Linked DNA regions of Mus musculus: regions 1 and 3 are each linked to region 2. Evidence: chromatin contacts called from public HiChIP or PLAC-seq and promoter capture Hi-C data. All regions are on one chromosome and are shown on one strand. The core of a region is the stretch at or near the end of the contact, and the rest is flanking DNA. Distances in the headings are between cores, read along the strand shown. Region 1 overlaps Zan (zonadhesin). Region 2 overlaps Tsc22d4 (TSC22 domain family, member 4). Region 3 overlaps Zan (zonadhesin).

Evidence for each region. HiChIP or PLAC-seq counts read pairs in DNA pulled down with a chosen protein or histone mark. Capture Hi-C pulls out chosen DNA fragments and counts their contacts.
Region 1: a contact with region 2 is called in a FOXA1 HiChIP or PLAC-seq map of pancreatic cancer cells. The contact joins two enhancer-like sites. A contact is called at or near these places in 2 of 115 datasets of contacts at active chromatin or transcription factors (embryonic stem cells and pancreatic cancer cells) and 1 of 9 other capture datasets (pancreatic islet).
Region 3: a contact with region 2 is called in a promoter capture Hi-C map of adipose tissue. The contact joins two enhancer-like sites. A contact is called at or near these places in 1 of 39 promoter capture datasets (liver), 1 of 115 datasets of contacts at active chromatin or transcription factors (pancreatic cancer cells) and 2 of 9 other capture datasets (adipose tissue and pancreatic islet).

What each region holds. Positions count from the first base shown.
Region 1 is chr5:137,424,007-137,427,261 of GRCm38.p6, reverse strand. It overlaps Zan (zonadhesin), which reads left to right. Exons shown (of 88, transcript NM_011741.2): 39 at 957-1,098; 40 at 1,488-1,705; 41 at 2,592-2,733; 42 at 3,129-3,255. Among named protein-coding and RNA genes, the nearest start is that of Zan, 51 kb to the left of the region's middle. Within about 2 kb of position 1,776, at least 42 of the 459 cell types and tissues checked have an H3K27ac peak or open chromatin away from gene starts, as enhancers often do. A contact at or near this core is called in pancreatic cancer cells, where this site is marked.
Region 2 is chr5:137,758,420-137,761,638 of GRCm38.p6, reverse strand. Tsc22d4 (TSC22 domain family, member 4) reads right to left here. Exons shown (of 5, transcript NM_023910.6): 4 at 2,907-2,955; 5 at 1,892-2,572. The coding sequence ends at 2,363. Among named protein-coding and RNA genes, the nearest start is that of Tsc22d4, 14 kb to the right of the region's middle. Within about 2 kb of position 1,413, at least 180 of the 459 cell types and tissues checked have an H3K27ac peak or open chromatin away from gene starts, as enhancers often do. A contact at or near this core is called in adipose tissue and pancreatic cancer cells, where this site is marked.
Region 3 is chr5:137,402,623-137,406,109 of GRCm38.p6, reverse strand. It overlaps Zan (zonadhesin), which reads left to right. Exons shown (of 88, transcript NM_011741.2): 61 at 139-268; 62 at 628-845; 63 at 2,300-2,489; 64 at 2,863-3,080. Among named protein-coding and RNA genes, the nearest start is that of Ephb4, 54 kb to the right of the region's middle. Within about 2 kb of position 1,604, at least 6 of the 459 cell types and tissues checked have an H3K27ac peak or open chromatin away from gene starts, as enhancers often do. A contact at or near this core is called in adipose tissue, where this site is marked.

The sequences.
Region 1 (3,255 bases), core at 527-3,026, 330 kb after region 2:
GGCCACCAATCATAGTGCAACTATGAGGACCTGGGTTCAAATTACCACAGCCCACAAAAGCTATTATAGTGGCTCTGAACTCACAGTGCTCCTGGTAGTTGAATACTGGTGGGTCTCCAGGAGGTGGGAACTAACTAGTCTTGTGGAGAGCAGCGCATGTATGTATATATGTATGTATGTATGTATGTATGTGTGTATGTGTGTATGCATGCATGCATGCAAGTATGTATTATGTATGTATGTATTATGTATGTATGTATGTATGTATGTATGTATGTATGTATGTATGTATTTTTTAAATGGGTTTGGTGGCCACTTTCTAGTTTCCTCTGCTTCTCTCCAACCAGGATGTCATTTCTTGGTTGGTCAGGGCCTGCCATAGGATAGGTAGGCTGTCTGTGAGCTGCACCCCATGCCCTTTACTGGGGGATTCTAGACAGGTCTTTTACTCTAGTACCTGCCCTACCCTCACCTCCCACTCTGCCTATCAGTTGGGTCCTACTCTGGTGTTCTATGGCTGAGTTACATACCAGGCTTCCATTGGAAGATTCTAGGCCTCAGCTTTAACAGCCAGTCATTCCCTTCACTAGGGAGGCACTCCCACAGGAGGATTCCAGGCAAGCACTCTACCCACAGCCTCTGGTGCAGCATGTAGTCGTTTGCTTGCTTTAGTTCTTTTGAGAAAGGATCCCACTGTGTAGCTCTGGCTGACCTAGAACTTACAGAGATCCGCCTGCTTCTGCTTCCTGAGTGCCTGGACTGAAGGCATCGTGCCACCACATCCTGATAAGATGTAGAGGTTTCTTGTTCCCCCCGCTGCGGGTGATTGACACACTAGATGCTGAATCTACAAATAGGGAGGGCAGATCGAAGCCCTTCAGACCGTGGGCGTGTCTGTATCAATTGAACCAGCCTGTTCTTCCTCATTTTCTTTGTTTTCCCCGTGGCTTCTTCAGGCAGGCAAGAGCTGGACTTCCAGAGGCTGTTCCCAGAGCTGTGACTGCATGGAAGGGGTCATTCGATGCCAGAATTTCCAGTGTCCCTCGGGGACTTACTGCCAGGACATTGAGGATGGCACCAGCAACTGTGCCAATATCAGTAAGGGAGCCACCTGGGGGAAGACGGAGCGGGAATGCTCGTGACTAAAGGGCTCGGAGGCAGGATGAGAAGGTTAGCTCCCCAGGCCTTGGAGGTCAGTGATAGAGGGGAGAGATTCTGACCCATAACTCACTGGGTCCTTTCTCAGCATTTGTTTCTCCACGGTTAGTATCCCATGACGAACAGGGAGACCCATTTTATTACTTCATTCCTTGGAGCTTAGCATGCATCGCATGCTCAGTAAATGTTTACTGAATGAATAATACAAGGGAGAAAAAAAAAAAACTCAAAAGCTCTGTTGGCCTTCAGCCACACCTGGTTTCCATAGCTACTGTTTCCTGAGCCCCTCTAATCTTTTCCACTAACCCAGCTTTCCCTCTAACCCACAGCTCTGCAGTGCCCCGCCCACAGCAGCTTCACCAACTGCCTTCCACCCTGTCAGCCTTCCTGCTCGGACCCAGAAGGCCACTGTGGGGGCTCCACCACCAAAGCCCCCTCCGCCTGCCAGGAGGGCTGTGTCTGTGAACCTGACTATGTGGTGCTTAACAACAAGTGTGTGCCCAGAATTGAGTGTGGCTGCAAAGATGCCCAGGGTGTCCTCATCCCTGTGAGTGGGTGTGGAGAGTGGGATGGGGAATGGGGGGGTGCTGGGGTGATGACTCAGTGGGTGAGGTATATGCACCAAAAGAATGAGGACCTACGTTTGAATTTTTGCAATGCATGTGAACTGGCTGGGTGGCCTGTGCCTGTAATCCAGCGCTCCTACTGGGAGATGGGAGGCAGAAACAGGAGAATCCCTAGAAACTTGAGGGCTAGCTTGTGCTGTGTGCTCAGTGGAGAAGGCCAACAGCCAAAAGGGTGGGAGGGGGGAGGAGAAGGGGAGAGGGAGAGAGGGAGGGAGGGGGAGAGGGAGAGAGAGAGAGAGAGCACTGTGTCAATATGCAATTGAGGGTTTGGACCATCCTCTGACTTCTACACATACATGTGCTGTAGTTTCACACACATAAATGCACCTACTCGCACACAAAGATCATTTTGAAAAGTGCCATGAGGGCAACTTTCTTCCCTTCTGCCTTGTGCACATGGGATGCGCCTGTCTGTATGCATGGCTTCATGACTGCCTCTGGAGTGTGAGGGTTGATCAGGTTCTGGAACATACTAGCTGAGTGCTCTGTAGCTGAGCCTCCACAGGCAAATCATCTGTCGTCAGAAGCTATGTGAACTGCCCTGTGCCCCCAAACCACCAAGGGAAGATGGATACCACGGAGTTGCTCTGTAAGGGTTTTGATGGGAGCTTCTAGGCAGGTGCTCTACCAATCACACAGGTCTCACCCCCACCACCTCCAATTTTCCATCAATAATTGGTTGACTGACTAGATGTGAAACGTGCAGATATGAAGGGCAAAGGTCAGCACTTCAGAGAGATGAGGCTGTGGCCCTCTAACCAGACTTCCTGCTCCTGTTCCATTTTTTAACTCCCGTGGCTTTTGTAGGCAGACAAGATCTGGATCAACAAAGGCTGCACACAAACCTGTGCCTGTGTGACAGGGACCATCCACTGCAGGGACTTCCAGTGTCCCTCAGGGACCTACTGCAAGGACATCAAGGATGACACCAGTAACTGCACTGAAATCAGTAAGAGGACCACAGGAACGGTGGGGGGCTGTTCATGACTGGAAAAATTAGGGGCACGGCCAGAGGGAGCTTAGTCCCCTGGGCCTGAGAGGTCAGGGGTAGGAGGTAACACAGTGAGGAGAGATTCGGGGGACCAATTTTTGGGCTGGGTACTTTCTTAGACTTGGTTTCCTCATGGTTACCACCCCATAATAACTCAGAAGACCCATTCTCATTACTTCCTTTCCTAGGGGATTGGCACACAGCCTGTGGTCAGTAAATATTTTGGGGGGGGGACCCAAAAACCTACCTTCAAGTTTTCTTGAACATTCTAGCTTCTCCTGTTTCTATAGCGTGTGCTTCTTTAAGCCCCCTCTGGGCCTCTCCACTTACCCCACTCTCTCTTTCCCCTATAGCTCTGCAGTGCCCGGACCACAGCCTCTACACCCACTGCCTTCCCTCCTGCCTGCCTTCCTGCTCTGACCCAGATGGCCTCTGTAGAGGCACCAGCCCCGAAGCCCCCTCCACCTGCAAGGAGGGCTG
Region 2 (3,219 bases), core at 164-2,663:
CGAGGACCTTCCAAGACCTCAGAGCCAATCATTGATGGCCTTGTCTCTTCTGGCCCAAGAACCGAGATAATAAAATCAACGTTGATCAAGAGCCCAGAAACTCTTTAAGCGTTCTCTGTGGATTTTGCTAGATAATTTTTACAACAGTACTTCAAGGTAAGTGTTTGGAGAGTGGATACAGGATTTGTAAAAACTGGATTTGAGGGGACTGGAGAGATGGCTCAGCCATTAAGGGCGTTTGCTGCTTTTTCCAAAGGACCAGGGTTCTAGCCCTAGCATCCACACGGTAGTTTACCACCTATAACTCCTGTTCTAGGGGATCCAACGCAATGAGGACTTGCATTTGGGTCCTCAGCACCCTACACCCCAACTCTCCAATGCTGCATGTCTGTAATTCTAGTGGGGAAGCCGAGACTGAAGGATCCCTGGGGCTTGCTGGCCAGTCAGTCTTAGCTCCATCCGTGAACACTAGGTCTACTGAGAGTCTGTCTCAGGGCTCTCAGAGGCAGATGGCCAGCCTGGTCTACAGGGAAAGTTCCTGGACAGCCAGGGCTACCCAGGGAAACAGCATCTCAAAAAAGAAAACCAACAAAAACTGTGAAAAGCAATCAAAGAAGACACCAAGTAGCTTCTGGTCTCTCCACACATGCATACACACACTGACAGGCATGTGAACACAGATACAGACCAAAGTCAGTCTTGGCTCCATAGTGAGTTCAAGACCATCATGGGCTAAATGATACCCTCTAGCTAGACAACTGAAGACTAAGGCCACGAGACCGTGGGTAAGGAGGAGGTGCTGATTACACAAGCCTCGGTTGGGAGTCAGGGCCACCCCACAGATACAGTAACAAACATTTACAATACCAGAGGTCCTAACAGGGAATGAGAGGCCAAGATAAAAGGATGGCTAGCTGGGCATCCTTAGTAAGGACAGACCCTGTCTCAGAGAAGGTGAAAGGTGAAGAGTGACACCCAGGTTTATCCTCTGGTCTCTCCATGTGGGCAATAGCACAGAGTGAACACTCGAATCACACAACAATGAACCAGGGCCAGCATACTGGTGAACGCCTGTCATCCCGGCACATAGGAGGATCAGGCCTCCGGCACCATTCTCAACTATATAGTAAGTCTGAAGCCAGGCTGGGCTACATGACACCGTTTTAACCACCACACCCTGACCCCAAAAGAAAAGACGGGGTCCAATCTGGTTGGTCGGGCCACCAAAGACTTAAAACTCTGCTAAGGCTTCCTCTCTGATCCCCAGAGACAAGACTTTCTCCTTCAAGGCTCTTAGTGCTGTTCCCTTTGCCCCCACTAGGTGGGGCCCTTCTTGGCTGCCTCAGTCGGTCTGGGAGAGAAGGAGGAGCTTGCTCACCCACTGGGCCTAGTCCTCATCCAGCCAGGGGTGGGGTAGAAGCAGAGGCAGCCTGCCAGGCCTGGCAAGGGCACCATGTGCCCTAAGAGCCTGGCCCACACCCAGCCTTAAGACAAGGGGCCCATTCAGGGCTCCTTGCCTGTCTCCAAGCAGCCACCCGGATCCAGCCCACAAGAGAGGACACACTGGGAAGCTGGAGGTGGATCCTGACACTCACCAAAGACTTCATTGTTATGGCCTCCCCTCACAGGGCCAACCACCAGCACGTGGGTAGACACCGCCCCCTACCTCTTTCCTTAGGCCAGCCTGCTAGGCCTTTCCAGGGACCAAGACCATTCCCAAGCCATTTTCTGGCATCTTCTCCAGGGTGGACCTGGGATCTTGTGTGTGTGTGTGTGTGTGTGTGTGTGTGTGTGTGTGTGTGTGTGTGTTTGTGTGCGCGAGGGCGTGCGTTGGGGACAGCATAACTACATACATAGCTAGACGCAGCAACAGCACACCAACCTCCATATTCAAGTTTCTTCAGATTTTTTTTTTAATTATAATTATTATTTTAACAACAACCTGAATCCGAGAAGTTGAAGATACTGTCCATACACCCTCCCTTGGCAGAGGAGAGGGGGCACTTGAAGAGAACGGGGTGAGGCCTGCCAGGGAACCTCCAAATCTTTCCAGGCCACCTATTGCTGAGGGGCTCCCCAGAACACTGATACCCGGGGTAGGAGGCAGGGCTGGGTTCTTCCACGGACGAGGGGCTTCAGATAAATACCCTCTCCCGAGCTGTTTCTCTTCCGGCAAGGCCTGAGGACTCTGGGGAGACCGAGCGGGATGGGACAGGCCAATATTGAGCCTTCAACTCCCATCCCTGGGCACTGGAGTTGGGCATGGGCATTAAAGCTACATAGGAAGAGGGGGCAGGCTGCCGGCACAAGGCGCAACAGCCAGTGGCAGCCCCCCAAAGGCACATTGTGAGGGAAAGAAGGCTCAGATGGAGGGCCCATTGGGTGCAGAGGGCCCGAGCCTGGGGAGCCCCGAGGATGGCAGCTGGGCCAGCTGCTCCGGGCTGGCCAGGGCGCGCAGCAATCCATTCTCCTGCTCCAATGCAGCGTTCCGCTCTGCCAGGTCTCGGATCTGCTCCTTCAGCACCTCCACCTCTTCTCGCACGGCAAACATGAGGTGGGACTTCACCAAGTCCTGGACCCCAGGGACAAACAAAACCATCAGGTCCTCCCCCCACCCCACCCCCAGGCCACTTCCAACTGCAGCGCCTAACCCAGGTGCCTCAAGGAAGCAGTTAGATACCCCTCCCCCTCTGCCCCAAGGAGGGGACAGAAGCTAAAGAGGCTAAAGGAGACACAGGGCAGCAGTCGGTCAAAAAAGGAGACACAAGACTCAGACAGGGATGGAGGTTGAGGGAAGCCAAGGTGGAAGTAGAAAAGGAATGGTTTGTATTCCCAAGTCATGGGAGAGGAGAGATGCTAGAGAGACAGCTAAGGGGCCTCCTGGGACCAAAACATCTTTTTCTTACCATGGCTTGTTCAATCTTGTTGTCAATGCCAACCAGGCTTCCGGAACCACTGGAGAGACATGGGGGAGGGGGGAGAGTACAAGATGAGGAGGAACCCCAAGTCAGCTCTGCTACAGTCTTCTGGACACTCCCTGCTCTAAAAAGCCCAGCTCTGCCCCAGCCCAGCCGAGTACCTGTGGCAGTAGAGGATCAGAGGGAGAAGGCTTTTGTCCATCCCACAGTGGGATGAAGGTCGATGCCCTGGCCCCCCCAGGCCCTGGTGGGCAGGAGGTCCCGATACCCCTCGGATGGGGGATGACCCCCGTGGAGAGCA
Region 3 (3,487 bases), core at 355-2,854, 360 kb after region 2:
CTCTAAGAGATTGCCGTGTCTTCTGGCCTCCATGGACAGTCATATGCATATACTTACATGGGCACGCACACACACACACACATACATAAATAGCCACCCTCAGATTTTCCTTCCTTCCATTTCCTGTGGCTTCTGCAGGCTGGCAAGACATGGCTCTCCACAGGCTGTATCCAGAGCTGTGCCTGCGTGGAAGGGACCATTCAGTGCCAGAATTTCCAGTGTCCCCCCGGAACGTACTGCAACCACAACAATAACTGTGCTAAAATACGTAAGAGAGTCATGGGGAAAGGTGGGGCTTATGGCTGGAGAGACCAGAGCAAAGCAACAAGGCGCTTCCTCTGAGCCCATAGTAGGGGTGGATTCTGTAGTACCACAGCCGCGTCTCTTCTGAGTGTTAGTCTCCCGATGGGTGGCTTCCCATATTCACTTGGGAGATTTCATTCTTTATACATTCTTCTAATACGTACTTGTCACGAGAGCCATGCTCAGCAAACAAATGTTTCTGGAACGAACAATAAAAGTGTGGCGGGGGAGCCCCAAGGCTTCCTTCATTTTCCCTAACCTGGCTCCTATAGACCTGGCCTGCCTCTCATCTTTTCCACTAACTATGCTTTTCCTGCCCCACAGCTCTGCAGTGCCCAGCTCACAGCCACTTCACCAGCTGCCTTCCCTCCTGTCCACCTTCCTGTGCCAACCTGGATGGCAGCTGTGAGCAGACCAGCCCCAAAGTCCCTTCCACCTGCAAGGAGGGCTGCCTCTGTCAACCTGGCTACTTCTTGAATAATGGCAAGTGTGTGCTCCAAACTCACTGCGACTGCAAAGATGCTGAGGGTGGCCTTGTTCCGGTGAGTGGGTGCGGGAAGCGGGGAAGATGGCTTGGTGACCAAGTGCTTGCTGTGCAAGGGCAAGGCTCCAAGTTTAAATCCCAGGTGCCCACATTAAGCTGGGCTTGGAATCCCCAGAAGCTGGCAAGGTGGCTGGCCAGGTGTTCACTGGGAAGACTAGCAACAATGAAACAAGAGACGAGGAGACCCCGTCTCAGTACAAGCTGGAGAAAGTGAGACCCAATCAACACTCTGACTGCTTCTCCTCTACTTAAACTGCTCTATCTCCTGGCTCTGTCTTCAGGTGGAGGCATGCAGGGCTCTGCATCCACCTAAGAGCTCTGCATTCAAGAATGGAACACACACACACACACACACACACACACACACACACACACACACACCAGATTATTTTTAATATGCCTTACCTAGCTCAATGGCTGGGCACTTCCAACCCTCTCCATCCTACCACCACCCCACCCCGTCCCCACAGCTAATACACTGCCCTTCAATATTCCTGAGTTAACCCTTTCTAAATCTATATTTTATCTTTACTGCCCCCCCCCCTGTTCCTTCTGGACAGCCCTCCCATGGGGCCGCTTTCCCTTTGCACCAATATTTTGGTCATCTCACCCCCCTGCTCTTTCATTACATGGTCCGTCCTATGCCCCTCTCATGGCGGACCTCAATTCTCTTCTCCTGCCTTTTGCCTTGGAATCCTTAAATTCCCTCCTCTCTCTCCCTTCCCAGCTATTGGCCAATGACAACTTTATTTCCCAATCAAAGCCAACTAGGGACAGGCTTCCTTTAACCTAAATGCAGAGTACATAATTAGCATAGGCACACAAGCTGCTACATAATTAATTTTTAAGTAAAGATTACGTTTTACAAAGCTAGGAGCCAAGGAATGGCTCCAAAAGGACACTTGCTCTCAAGCCTGAACACCCAAGTTTGATCAGCAAGACCCACATGGTGGAAGGAAAGAACTGGCTCACACAAGTTGTCCTCTGACCTCATGTGTCTTGGCTTGCGTCTCTGGCTGGCCCTTGAGTTTGAAACTTGGTCAGGGCCTGGCACTTGCTGGGCAAGAACTCTACAACTGAGCCATGTACCTGGCCTCTCAATAATGACTGTGCAAGTTAGCTGTGACTAAGCCTTGCTTAGAATCCCTTCTGAGCATTGTAGGCCTGTGTTCTACCACTGAGCCACGCCCAGCCCCTCACTGTGGGTATTCTAGGCAGGAGCTCTCCCACTGAGACATATTACTAGTCTCTCACTGGGGGATTCTACATGGATATTCTACCACGGAGCTAACTCATTTGCCCTAGATATAGTCTTTTTTTTTCAGTATTTTCCATCTCTAGCTGTTTGACTCAATTGTTGTAAAACCTGTAGACAGAGGGCAAATGCAACTACTTTCGACAGGAGGTGAGTCTGTCTCTCTAGGACACTCTCTTTTCCTGTGACTTCCACAGGCAGGCAAGACCTGGACCTCCAAGGACTGTACCCAGAGCTGTGCCTGCACAGGAGGGGCTGTTCAGTGCCAGAATTTCCAGTGTCCCTTGGGGACTTACTGCAAAGACAGTGGTGACGGCAGCAGCAACTGCACCAAAATCCATAAGGGAGCCATGGGGGACGGTGTGCTCATGGCTGGAGGGATCAGAGGTAGGGCATGAAGGAGCTTAGTCCTCTGATCTTGGAGGTTGGTGATAGGAGGTCCCACAGTGGAGAGGAATCCTGGACACCCTGCTCTGGGCTGGGCTGGGCCCTTTCCTACTTTAAATCTCCCATGGTTAGTCTCCCATGCTGACTTGAGAGAGACATCATTTTTAGTCTCCCACACTTACTAAAAATCAGTTTTCATACCTTCTTCCGCAGGGCTTGGCTAAAAAAGCCCACGCTCAGTAAATGTTCCCTAAATGAATAACAAAAGGAAAACAAGGCCTACAGTTCTGCTGCTCCTCTTGCTGTCTTCGCTTTCTCTAACCTCAGCTCTCTTGGGTCTCCTCATTAACTCTACCCTCTCTGCCCCCCACAGCTCTGCAGTGCCCAGCTCACAGCCACTTCACCAGCTGCCTTCCCTCCTGTCCACCTTCCTGCTCCAACCTGGATGGCAGCTGCGTGGAATCCAACTTCAAAGCCCCCTCGGTCTGCAAGAAGGGCTGTATCTGTCAACCCGGCTACTTGTTAAATAACGATAAGTGTGTGCTCCGAATTCAGTGTGGCTGCAAGGACACCCAAGGTGGCCTCATTCCCGTGAGTGGACTCGGAGAGTGGGGTTGGTGGGTGGCTGAGGAGATGGCTCACTGGCTAAAATGTTGCCTTGCAAGTGTGAGGGCCTGACTTTGAATCCTCAGAACCTATGTAAGCTCGTCATAGCTACCTCTAGCTTCTACTTGGAGACAAGAGAACCCCAGGCTAGCTAGTCTTGTGATTAGACAGAGACCAAAACAAACACCCTCTCAATACAAGATAGGGGTGAGGAGCATGGCCCCAGATTATAGTCTGACCTTCAGACATACATGTACAAATACTCCAAAAACTAGCATACATGAGAAGACTCACACACTAAGATTTATAAAAGTGAAATGCCACTTCTTCCATCAGCTTTTGTTAACCCTGGATGTGACTGTATTGCTGTTTATTATTTTGTTTCTTTCTTT